Regions from separate parts of the Lathyrus oleraceus genome. Here region 2 is linked to region 1. Evidence: chromatin contacts called from public Hi-C data. All regions are on one chromosome and are shown on one strand. The core of a region is the stretch at or near the end of the contact, and the rest is flanking DNA. Distances in the headings are between cores, read along the strand shown.

Evidence for each region. Hi-C and Micro-C count contacts between places; a contact is called where the count stands out from the background.
Region 2: a Hi-C map of leaf shows a contact between it and region 1, with 9 times the contacts expected there. The contact joins the promoter of LOC127107246 here to the promoter of LOC127101172 in region 1. A contact is called at or near these places in 2 of 2 Hi-C or Micro-C datasets (both in leaf).

The regions. Positions count from the first base shown.
Region 1 is chr7:135,062,020-135,068,328 of CAAS_Psat_ZW6_1.0, reverse strand. LOC127101172 reads left to right here and starts at 2,747. Exons shown (of 2, transcript XM_051038510.1): 1 at 2,747-2,922; 2 at 3,383-4,520. The coding sequence starts at 2,896. The coding sequence ends at 4,231. It overlaps LOC127101171 (U-box domain-containing protein 6), which reads right to left. Exons shown (of 6, transcript XM_051038508.1): 6 at 4,711-5,724. The coding sequence ends at 4,935.
Region 2 is chr7:135,422,079-135,428,387 of CAAS_Psat_ZW6_1.0, reverse strand. It overlaps LOC127107246, which reads right to left and starts at 3,680. Exons shown (of 4, transcript XM_051044546.1): 1 at 3,012-3,680; 2 at 1,889-2,320; 3 at 1,381-1,687; 4 at 1-660. The coding sequence starts at 3,479. The coding sequence ends at 524.

The sequences.
Region 1 (6,309 bases), core at 1,498-3,997:
ACAAAGAGTTGGAAATGAGACGTTGAAACTGAGAATAATGTTTAAATAAAGTGGAGAATAGGAAGTGAAACAACCAGAGAAGAAGCTCAAATGCCTCCTTGAAAATCTAAAAGATATGTTACGTTTTTTAATATGGATGATCATTTATATTCTAATGATATGATACTAATGCGCGCCATGATTTTTTTTTTTGAAATAGAAACCACATATTACCTCAGTTTTTAACAAAACCGAGGGAACAATCAACTTATTATCTCGATTATTCAAAAAACCCGAGGAGAAAAACAATTTAGGAACTTTTTTTTATTATTATAATTTTTTTGTAAACTAAATGGTATATCTCATCAGTTTCCTTAATAATCGAGGGATAAGATAATCGGATTTTACTATAAAAGCACTATTAAATATATTTTACATTAATCCTAACTTATATGTAGTCGCTCTAAACTCGAACGCGTCATTCTTTTGCGATTCATCTCACAAAATGGTGATGATGTTGTTGTTGTATTTAGAAGCTTGAAAAAGTTCTCTGATGGATTGCAAGTGCAGAAAAATATTTTTTTCAATGTCGGAACAAATAATTCCTTTAGAAGGTGAATGCATTCAATGGTTGGAACAAATAACTCCTAGAAATTGGATGCATGCAGTATTTGGAACAGATAACTTCTTACAGCAAAATTCTTTTTTGTTGTATTATTGTTTTTCAATATTTTGTATAAACAATATAATTTTAAAAAAAAATCATGTTCACCTTGGTTTTTAACAAAACCGAGGGGATAACTTAGCGTGATGATTTTAGATATTGATCACCGTCCTTAAACAAAGCTTTGTCGTCCATTTTATGATTATCAACACTCAAGACACTACCATTAATGATTTGCATCAAACCTAAAAAAATAATTATAAAGGTCTTCTGATATCTATAATTGATAAAGAAACGTCATGAAACGCTTGAAACTATCTACACCCTCCACTTTAACTTTTTTCATTAAGAGTTCTCTATGATGGATTGCAAGTGCAAAAAATTACTTGGGTTCAAGGTTTGTGTTTTTAAATATTCACTTAAGTAGAAAATAATTTATTTTTCTAACCCTTTGTTTTTCTAAACCTTTTTTTGTTTAGTTTAAATGCACTTTTGATCCCCATAGTTTGGGTGTTTTAAGTTCCCCTATTACAAATCCAGCGATTCTGGTCCCTTAATTTTGATGGTCTTTGGATTTTTATGGTCTCCATCCACTTTTACATATGCGGCATTGATGATTGGGATAAAAAATAATTTTTAATGATATGTCATTGATGACTATGATAATTAATTAATTAATATTTTTTATAAAATAAATTAATAATTAATTGTTTTAATTAATATTTTTAAAAATTAATTATTTGAAAATTTGAAAAGAATTATTGACCCATAACCCAATTCATTATTGCATATATTTCAAACTTGAGCCCAAGAAGAGATTGGATATTGCATTGTTGACATTTATAAACACTAAAATTATTTATGAAAAAAATAATGTGGGACTCTAATGCAATTGCAATGCCAAGACATCCTGATACAAAAAACCAAGAAAAAGACAGATACAAACAGAATTAAAAAAGATCAAAGAAACATCAGTACTGGATAAAATAGAACACTCCTAATCTAAAATAGCAGGAATAATATCCCCAAAACCAAAATGCTCCACTCCACCAATATCGGCTAAATTTGCAAGGAAAAAAGCAAAAACAGACATAAGCCAAATTGGAACAACAATGCCTCACTACACTGCTATGAACAACAACTCCAACAACAAAAATCGGAGCCAACATTAAACCAAACACACCACAAAAAACAAGAGCAGGGGATTCCCCAACAAAGCAAAAACAAACCAGCATGCCTAAGATACACGCCAAAGAAACAAAATTAACCATCGTCAGGACTGCAACCTGAACCGAATGAACAACATCGAACCAAATACCCGAGAAACTACAACACTGACAGGACCCTTAGACTAGATTTCCCAAGTATAATTCCTTGTTACGAAACAGATTGTCACTCCTGGATTTCCAAATACTCCACACACGCGAACCAAATCACACTAACTTTTGAATACAATTCCCTTCGCCTCCAACCAGCCCTTCAAATTGAGACAGGTGAGTCAATCCTTCTATGTGCAGTGTCCTGTCTATCCTAAACCAATTGCAAACGTTCTGCCACAAACCTGGAAAAAAACGACACAAAAAAAAGATGAGAGGTTGTTTCAACACTCTGTGACACAGTTGAGAACACCACTCCCGATAATACCAATTCTGAAAAGGTTATCCTTAGTAGCAATTTTGTTTTGGAATAACCTTCAAACAAGGCAAGACACTTTCAAAGGGATTCAATTGTGTCAAGCCTTAGACGATAAGGGGTTAGTGAAATTGGAAGCAGAAAACATCATAATAATGAGGGATCAGAATCGTTGATTTGTAATAGAGGATCAATTATTTAAAACGCTCCAACTAGAAGACCAAAAATGCATTTAAATCTATAATCTTTAGATCTTAGATCATTTAAAGTGCATTAACATCATTTTGGTCTTAGCTCCCGGAGCTTTTGGCCACCCATAACAATACCCTTGGAAAAAAAATCATTATGTCATATTTTTAAATTAAATATAACATATATTTATTTTTATTGTGATATCATAGCTACAAAATCCAGCTGCCAGAACTATTTTCCATTATGGGGAATATTAACTTGTTTTTCCATTTACACCTTTATTTTCCTTTTTATATACACTTATATACATATAGTTTGCTATCTATATCACCAACCTAAATCTAACAGATCTATAAATTCTCTCAAGCTGCAGCTTAATTACCTGCAAATTTATTTGTCTGTGGACTCATAATTAACATCTCCAATATATGCCTACCACCACTTCTTTTTCCCAGGTGAGTTTCCATTTTTTTGTAACGTTGTTATTTTAATGTTCTTACCAGGAATTTCTGAATATCAATATTGTTATTATTGTTACTACTAATCTAAAATTGTTCTTCAAACGTTACATTTCTGATGTTTTTAATCAGATCTCTTTCACAACAAAATTTATATCCACAAAACATAATTCAAGCCATGCATGCATGTAATTAATTAAAGAAATTAGCTATGTATAAGCCTGAGTTTCGCCGTAAAACATAATGATATCAATTGTGTTTATAAGATCTTTTTTCGTTTTAAGAAAAACAGATCTCCTAAACATAATTGATATCATAAAAAAGAAGTGAAAATTAAATTTATATGATTCTTAATTAATAAACTTAGGCGTGATTATAATAATTAATGATATTAATTTCCAATTTTTAGGGGATGTTAATTTCTTTCTCATGTTATTGTTTTAATGTGATTTCTCAGGAGGCAAAAACAACAAGAAGAATGAGTTCAAGGCAACGTCCCTTGCATGCATGTGGAGTTTCAATCTTAACAATTGGTGACATTGCCATAGGAAAAACCCAAAATATCAATGGACCAATAGGTTCAACATTCAGAAACATTGGAAATTTGGCCAAATTTATCACACCTTTAATCTATACAATTCAATACCAGTGGCTAACGATCCTCGCCTTCATCGACGATCGCATCCTAGCCGCTGAAAACTTCACAGAGAAACTGTTTCCTCCTTCAAGGTACGTGTTCGACAAAATTGACGAAGTCGTGTTAACGATACTTTCTTTGCCAGATAAATTCGATGGAGCAGTGAACAAGAATGTGCCTGAAATAATCCACCAAGTTCCATATTTGGAAAGGACACTGAAAATTTTAAACTCGAAAATGAATAGTTTGGTTTCGACATTGAGGCGTGAAAGTTCATGCGTGGATGAGAAAACTATTGGTGTTGATACAAATTTCTGCAGTGATAATAGTAGAGGGATGGAATCGGGTGCGACTGAGGAGTATCTTGACTTTCCAATGGATCCATCAAGTGTGGAAGGTTTTCCTCCTATACCAGAGGCTGAAAATAAAAGTGCTGTGGAAGGGTCTTGTGCTAACAATAAGAAAAGTTCATACAAAGAAGTATTATTGGAAAGTAGTGAGAAGAAAGTAGATAATGATGAATGTGAAGATGAAGGAAAAGAGAAAAAAACTGAAAAGTGTGAAAGTGATGAGAAATTCCAAGGTTATAAAAGTGAAAGCAAACATGAATATGATCCACTTATGGATTTGTTTGAGTCCGCATGGCTAATGAGTCCTCGTCGCCGTTAACTTCAACTTCACGACGGAAACCAAGCACAAAAATAACTTATAGCTCTGGTGACTGATACTTGCAAGTTACAAGTTAAAAATCAGTTACCAAACTGAAAAGTTACAAGTTAAGTCTTACCATGCAAGAGTATAGCACTTATGATGGCTACTTCAAATGTGAGTGTCTTTTTATTTTGTTTTGCAATTTAACTTTTTAGTTGTTAATTGGGAATCTTGAAAGAGACTTGTTAATCAAGTCCATTTTTGTTTTTATGCAAATCAAATATCTTTCTGGTTGCCTAAATTTCAATGATATGTATATAAGTGTATATTTGGATTGACATTGTATTTGGCAAAAGATGTGTCACTGTCATTTGAATCTTCAACAATGTTGATGTTCTATATGGAAAACAGAATAGCCATATGGCATAATTCACATTTTAGGCAAAACAAGGGCAAGCTTTAAAGTTAAAACACTTGTGGAAAACAGAATAGCTATATGACATAATTCACATTTACATTAACTTCAAAAATGCAAAATCCAACACTTATGATTGGAGAAATTTATGTTACAAAGAGAAAAGCGAATGAAGAAAACAAAATCCATAAATTACACAGGCATGTACAACTTTTCTTCGCATTCGAAACCAAAAAGTAAGCTAAACCCACAGAAACACATGAAGGGCAAAGGGATATAAAACAGATATTTACAACCTACTGAACTTCAACACTGGTACACGGAATAGCTCTTGCTTCTCCAGAAAAAGCCAAAACCTTTCCCTGTCTTTCTTCTAGTCATCGACTTACATAAAGGTTTCATTTCAGCAGGAGGCACAGACAAATCACTACTTTCAGGAGGACACTCGTGAGTCTCAACAGGTGATTCATCTCGTCGCTGCTGTCGGAACAGCATCAGGAGTTTCTGAGCTTTTTCTTGTCCTCTTGGGGTCCCATTCACTGATATTGATACCAGCGCAGGTATAACTCCTTCTTGCAAGACCATATCGGAACACTGCTCACTTCTATTGCACAAAATTAGGAGGCAAGAGACAGCTTGCTCCTGCACTTCGAGCTCATCAGTGTCCAATATCGAAGCTAATGCACTAATGAGTCCAGGAGTTGATACCATTTCCTCCCTTCCATCTTGAGAAGTAGCTAAATTTATCAAAATAGCTATGCATTTTTCTGTCCATGTACAATCATCACCCTGGTCTACAAGAAGGGATTGTAGGCCATTAACAATGCCAGATGAAAGTAAGTATGGAATATTGGAGGGCAAAGTAGAAAGATTATAGAGAGCGTGGAGAGAATCATGCTTGTATTGAATGTCATAGTCAGATTGAAGGAGCTGGCTTAGGAACCGTACAGCCTGGCTCATGCCAATCATAGGTTTGGCTTCTTCGAGGCAAGAGAGATTCAGATATAGAGCAGTTGCACAACCATAAGAACTAGTGTTAGAAATCATTTCCTCCAACAAAGATAAAACTCCAGCTGATAACATAATCTCCTTATTTCTGTTCACAGGAAAGGGGGAAAATCCAGTTAAATGATGCGCAGAGATTAAAAAAATTTAAAATGAGTTAAAAGAAGAGTTAATGAAACATCAACTCTACTATATATCTTGGGAAACTTAAGCCATGTTCAATATATGGATAACACATTAACTTCAAGAATGGATCAAATTCAGCCATAATTTTCTATCCAAGACTATGTTTCTATCCAAATTGTTATTCTCAAGATCTTTCTTAATAGTTTATCTTATAGTTTTCTAGGTCATCTTCTACCTCTAGTTGTTTGACTTCTCTCCATCTAATCTACTTTCCGTACAACAGAATCTATTAGTCTTCTCTCTACATGCCCAAACCACCTACGCCTATTTTCCACCATCTTTTTCTACTATAGGCTCTACCCCAACACTCTCTCTAATATTGTTATTCCTAATATTATCCCTTTTTGTTTAAATAAGCCAATAAAAACACAAGAGCCTAAAAATTAACAAAGTATGTATGTCATCAAAGTTGTAGTGATGCATTCAATGTAAGGAAGCAGTAAGTTCTCAACATCCACTAGCACTGTATATAATTCTTTTTTTATCGCAC
Region 2 (6,309 bases), core at 2,431-4,930, 360 kb before region 1:
CATGATGCAATTTTGAACTCACATCCTCTTTACTTTTAGTTGACATAAGATTAAACTTTACCTCAGAATTATAGATTGTTCGTTGAATATATGCTACTATACACTCTTGCTCTCACTCCTAACTTCACCAAAAAAATAAGACTTGAATTCAACAAGAGAATGCTCTAATAAGTTTACACTTGTTCAGAGGTTTAATCTTCAGTGTTACGGGGTATGATTTGAGGAATGCTCCAATCCTTCATTTGTGCGTGCCTTAGGTTATGAATCTGAACAATGACTATCTGCTTTGAAGAATTTGTAGTACTGGCAGGTAGAAAACTGCACTACTACACATTGGGGCAAGTTGTTTGCTTGGAATGGATCATGTGCAAATTAGAAATCACAATATCAACGAAGATGAAGAACATTGATGAGAAATCACAAATCTTAAGGTCGCGATTAATAAGGAAATCTTGTTCCATCCTTTCTGCACTGCTAGAAACTCGGTAACCTAACAGGTTTGTTAGTATTGGCGAGTAATTTTTTATGATGTGATCAACGCCTGACCCAGAACAAATGTAACCAGACTTAATTCAAGGAAGAAAATTGTGTTGAGAAGAGACCGGTCCACTGTCCATCCAAATATAGTGATTCCTCCTGGATTTGACTGCAAGTACATTACTGCATATTCAAAAGGATCAATAAGGGTGAGATCCATACATGTACATGCTAACAGCCTGAACTCAAGTGTTTCACGTGATTTAGCATGACTGCCAAAGATCAATATGAATAAAAAATAGTCAAAACAACACCTAAGCAATCTTACTTATGAAAAATGGTGATTTATGCCCTCGATATCATGAGCACAAAAGGAAAACCAAGTAATTAATGTTTAAAATGATTTTTTTCCCAATAATTTTCTAAACTGGTGACCGGTTTCTCACCCATTACCATTACATATTTTCTTTTAAGCTTTTGAAAATCTACTTTGTTTAGCTGAACTAAGTGTTAAAAGTCTACCTTGCATGTGAAACATAAGGGTTTTACTATATAGGAAATTCGGGATCACAAATTAATGAATCCGAAATCATACTTTCAAATTCATACACCTATGCCATTTAAAGAACGGCGTGAAACATTATTAGACTACTTTAGGCTCAATCAAGATAAATTTATAAGCTTGCACTGCTGAAGTATATATATAGGATATCTTTATGCATTTTAAGTAGCTTGAAATTATGTCAGATTTTTTGTTTTTTCACTTCTCTGCATAGTCAGTAAGTGGAAAAAATGTATAAAACTTAGTCCCTGCAGTGAATGGGCAGTACTTTATTTTTGCCACTAATTAGAAGAACTTGTAAAATTCACAGGTTTTCAACACAAAGTAGTTTATTTACTTACCGAAAGCTTGCCTCTTGTGATGTGAGGACATACAAGAAACCAATTGGGTATTTATAGCCATTCCTCCAAAATCCAACGACTCCAGATCACTTTCAGAATAGTCTATCTGTATTGAGTTTAAATGGTTTGCAACCTCAAGGCTCCCTGCACTCGCGGAGCTTCTCATTTGTGACGTATCAGAAGATGTGCATGTTGCTATGGCATGCCACCTGCTTGCAAGTGAAACAACGCCTTGAGCTCTATGAGAAATTCTTGTTGCTGCGTGAAGACAAATAATGATACCAACCACCTGAACAAGTGTGGATACCTGAAGGAAAAAAATGGACGGTTCAATCTATGTACCTTGAAAGCTTTAAATGTTAATAAAAGGAAGAAACAACTGCAAAAATCTTAGTGTAAATATGAACAGAGAACACAGCTTGAGCACCTGATAGCTTTGTATGAATTAAAATGAACTAGTTCTTTCAATCTAAATACATAAACACTTTGAACATAGAGTTGAACTTACAGCAAAATCTCCACCGTTTACGATGGTAATCCTATCACGATATCCTGTGACCTGCAAAAGAGTCAGAACTTGGCTAACAGTGACAACCAAGAACTCCAGAAGAAGATATATTCTGAACCTATGGCTTATCTTGGAAAGATGATAGCGCAGGCGCATATGCTCTTCCAAAAACACTAACACGTCGCTTTCCCTCTCCAAGAGCTTCCCATAATCATCAAAATGGACGACTTGCAAATTACAGACCAAGTGAAACAAAATACAGGCTGATAGAGAGATTGCACTAACATATGTCCATGATACAATCAAAGCTATAAAAATCATAATCGAGAACCCCCATGATCCATGTTGTATATATGAAATGCGACTGATTTCTCGCGCCGTCTTCAGAAGGAAACATGGAAATACCCACAGAATGAATAGACGCAAAGATCCCTATAAATTTAGAGGGAGGGCAGTTAATTTTCCATTTGTAATTTCTAAACACAATTGATATTTCAACTAAATATTAGCATTCATACATGTGCAATAAAATCAATCATCCACAATTGATATTAGTCATTTTCCTTTCTAAAATGAGTTGCTAACTTTACAGAAACAAGTTGAAACTTCATGGATCAAATCAAACCTTCCCAAAAATAAGGAACGAAGGAGAAGAAGCATGATTTGGATCCACACATTAAATGTGTGAAACAGTTACTGATTCTGGTCACCCGATCTCAAATCAATTGTCAACTATGTAGCACCCGACACCTTTGAAGAAAGGTATGGCCTGACAATCCGACACTTGTGATTACCTTTAATTTATTCATTTTTTTTCAAATTATTACCGGTATCACTGTCGGTGTTTTCCGGTTGTCCGTGCTTCATAGATTGTCAAGATTACTTGAAGATATTTTGGCGAAGGTGTGATGCAATCATCTATGAATCAATTAATGCGTGTAAGTGTGTTTTTAAATGCAGTGAATCCAGATCCAAATTCTGATTTTAGATCACAATAGTAATGTTATGATAACCCTAAAAATGTCAAATATCAAAAACCTTTCTATTATTTCTCATCACAAGCTATCGATATTTGAATCTACACAACAAGACAAGAAAATCTCCAATCGACGTGGCAACTTACCGAAATCTGGTTGACATAATCGCGATGAAAGCAAGCAACGTCTCCAGTATACCGGTCAACGAAGAGAAACCTCCGGAGTCCATACTTCCTCATACAGTGCGAAAGACAGAGCAAAGAAACGGCGGCGAGACTCGCCTGAAATGCGACGATCACCATTTCACAGCCGCGTAACTCGTATTTCTCGCACTCCGAACAGTCACACATCCACAACGCCGTTAACGGAACCGCCACTCCTAGTGCGAAGAAAACCGTCCAGCAAATGACGGAGTATAAAACGGAACGCGGATTGAACCCTAAGATATTCAAAAACAGTTCCAAACGCGCGAGGGTTTTATCAACTTCAGTATCAGTCTTGTTATTAGCTTCGTCTTCATTTTCGTGATTTGAATTTGAAGTTAGGAGAGGGATTTGATTTTCATTGATTGATTCAGCGGGTTTTTCTTCGGTTAGAATTTGGAGATTAGTCATTTCGTTAGTGTTTTTGGAAACTCAATCTATGTATAAAATATTAATGTTGCTGTTTAAAAATAAAATAAAATAAAATAAAAAGTGAAGTAAATGTGGTAGATGAGAGTGCTTTGAATTGAAAGCTTCTGGCGTGGGAATATGGGCATTTATGTTTCCTTTACCTTTCTTATTAGGGAATGCACTTTTCTGATTTTAACTTGTCGGCGAGGAAGGAGGAATAGTTATATTTAAAGTAGTATTTTGTTTATTTTCTTTCAAGATAGTTTTCTTTTTAAAGCAGAAAATAAATAAATAAATAATTGCGATTCACGTTTGAGAAGCTTTGACTCTAATTTTGGCAGATTTTGATTCACATCCACGGACACAATTATTAATTTTGAATCTCAAATGCAGACTTGAATTAATTAAAAAATTTAAAATGAAGGAAAATGTTAAACTAAGTGAACATGTTAAACGACCAAATAGAGAAAGTTTTAGCATGGAAACTTATTAGCAAGATCTAGAAATTATTTAGAATTACTTTGTCAACACAATAAACTAGTTTATAAAGCACTGTTGGTTTATAGTTTATAATCTAGCATGATAAGAAAAATAGTTTATAGAGGAGTCTTAGTTTATAGTTTATAGTATGGTATGATAAGAAAATGTTAATTTTGTAATTGTTATTTTTTTTAAGAATTTATAATCCATTTTAATAATTTATAGTAAATTGAATAACTAAGATTTATATCTTTGGTAAATGAGAGACCATGTCATGAAGTTTCACTTGGATAATATACGAAGATATGAGATGTAAGAAAAGAAGTTACATTGTCACATTCTATAAGATTTGTGAATGAGGTCATCAAAATCTCTACAACTGAGGTGTAGAAGTACATTTTAATTAACATTGATAATAGTGCAGGAGAAATTAAAGGAGTTTCATTTGATGAAGCGGTCTTTTGCAAATCCAGAATGAACATTATTAAAGTAAATGATGAATAATTCGGTCATTGAGTGATCATCTAAAGAAATATGATATATGAGAATCGGTTCAAGGAGATGGTGATTAAGTTTCAATTTCTCCAAGCTCACTAGATCCATGCAGCAAATATGTTATTTCAGATGCATCATTTTTTAGCCAAATGTTGTTATCCTTTTTTAGCCAAATGTTGTTATCTTAAATATTGAAAAAATCTATATAAGCAGATTAAAGATTAAGCCAAAGGTTCATGGAATCAGTGCAATCACGAACACAATGGAAGAATGACTCATCTTCCAAGCCACATCGAGATCATAAAAGTGAGGTGATCATGTTTCGATGATGTAGCGTATACAGAGTTAACATTGAATTGTGGCAAGCGAGTTAAAATATGAACTTAATTTTTTATGGAAGACAGAGCTTCCAAATCCATGATCACAAACAAGGGATGTGGTTAGGTGAATCCTATTTGTTATGGAGAAGGCATAAGTAACCACTGTTGGTTGTATAGGTGTTGTTGATATGATCAAACCAAATGAAGACAACTATAATGTTTGTGCTAAAGCATAAAATTTTGTTCTTAAGTTCAATGATAATATGTTCAAGAAGCTAAGTGAACATATAGTTTATATGGGGAGTAATTTTTTAGTAGAAGTCTTTCACTGTGCATGTAAGATCATGGATGTGAACAGATGATACAATAGAAATGAGGGGGTCGAGACTCGACTAGTGAATGTACTATAAAATAGATGAACCAGATCCAGGTCTCCTATCAAAACCATATTTGAGAACACTTTTTGCCTTGCCAATAAAGTTCGAGGTGGGAGAACCTGTAATGATGGAAGTTGACAATATGCATGTTGAAACAATATTGGTTGATATCATATCACTTGGATTTTGATGATAACAAAGTATTTAAAGAATAATTGGATATTCTAACCATCTATTCAAGTATGCAGGTTTATAATACGAAGAACATATGAAGATTAATTGTTCTGCATCTGAAGTTCAGACTCTGGTTATGAAGATCACTTACGAAGACTCTGACTTTGATGGAAGATCCATACTCTGAAGAAGTCAACTTTGAAGAAAACCAGTCTCGGATGATTCATACTTTGAAGCTTCAGAAGCCATGAATCAAAATTTGAAGAGATCAGACTCTGAAGAATCAAGTCTGATGAAAGTCAACCTCTGAAGGGGTGTCTCTTCACTCAAGGAAACTTTGACAGACTCAAAGACCTTTTGATCACGTGAAGACTTAAGGAAAAATCTTTTCATGGGTGTCTGAGCTTCAACGAATAATTCCCCTTGCATTAAGTTGTTTTTTTATGTGTCTAATCAAGTACAAAATTTATCCAATCTTTTGGTGAAAGTATTCAACGTCTCTTTTCTTCCTCTCTATTTAAGGAGCAGAAGACCATGAAGTTGAAGACAAATACACTTCAATACAAAACTATGAACTATTGACATTCAAAGAGAAGATACTTTATTAAAATTTCTAGACTTAGAGCCTCTTAACACCTTGTATATTTTAGAAGTTCTTAAGTCTTAGAGTCTTTCTAAGTTATATTTTGTCTACACCTCTAATTGTATATCAACTATAGTTGTTAACCAAATCTCTTAACAATTTGTTATAGAGTCAAAAGTTTATTGCTTTAGTGCGTGAGCATTTAAAGTATCTTGCTTGTGTACTTGAGATTAGAAGTCTCTTACTTGTGGGTTTGAGTATTGGAAGTCTCTTACTTGTGTGCTTGAGCATTTGAAGTCTTTTGTTTGGTGCTTGAGCATTTGTAATCAATTTAGTTATAGTAAAAATACCTTGGAAGTACACGGGGACTGTACTACTCTTAAGTTGTGAGAGGAACCAGG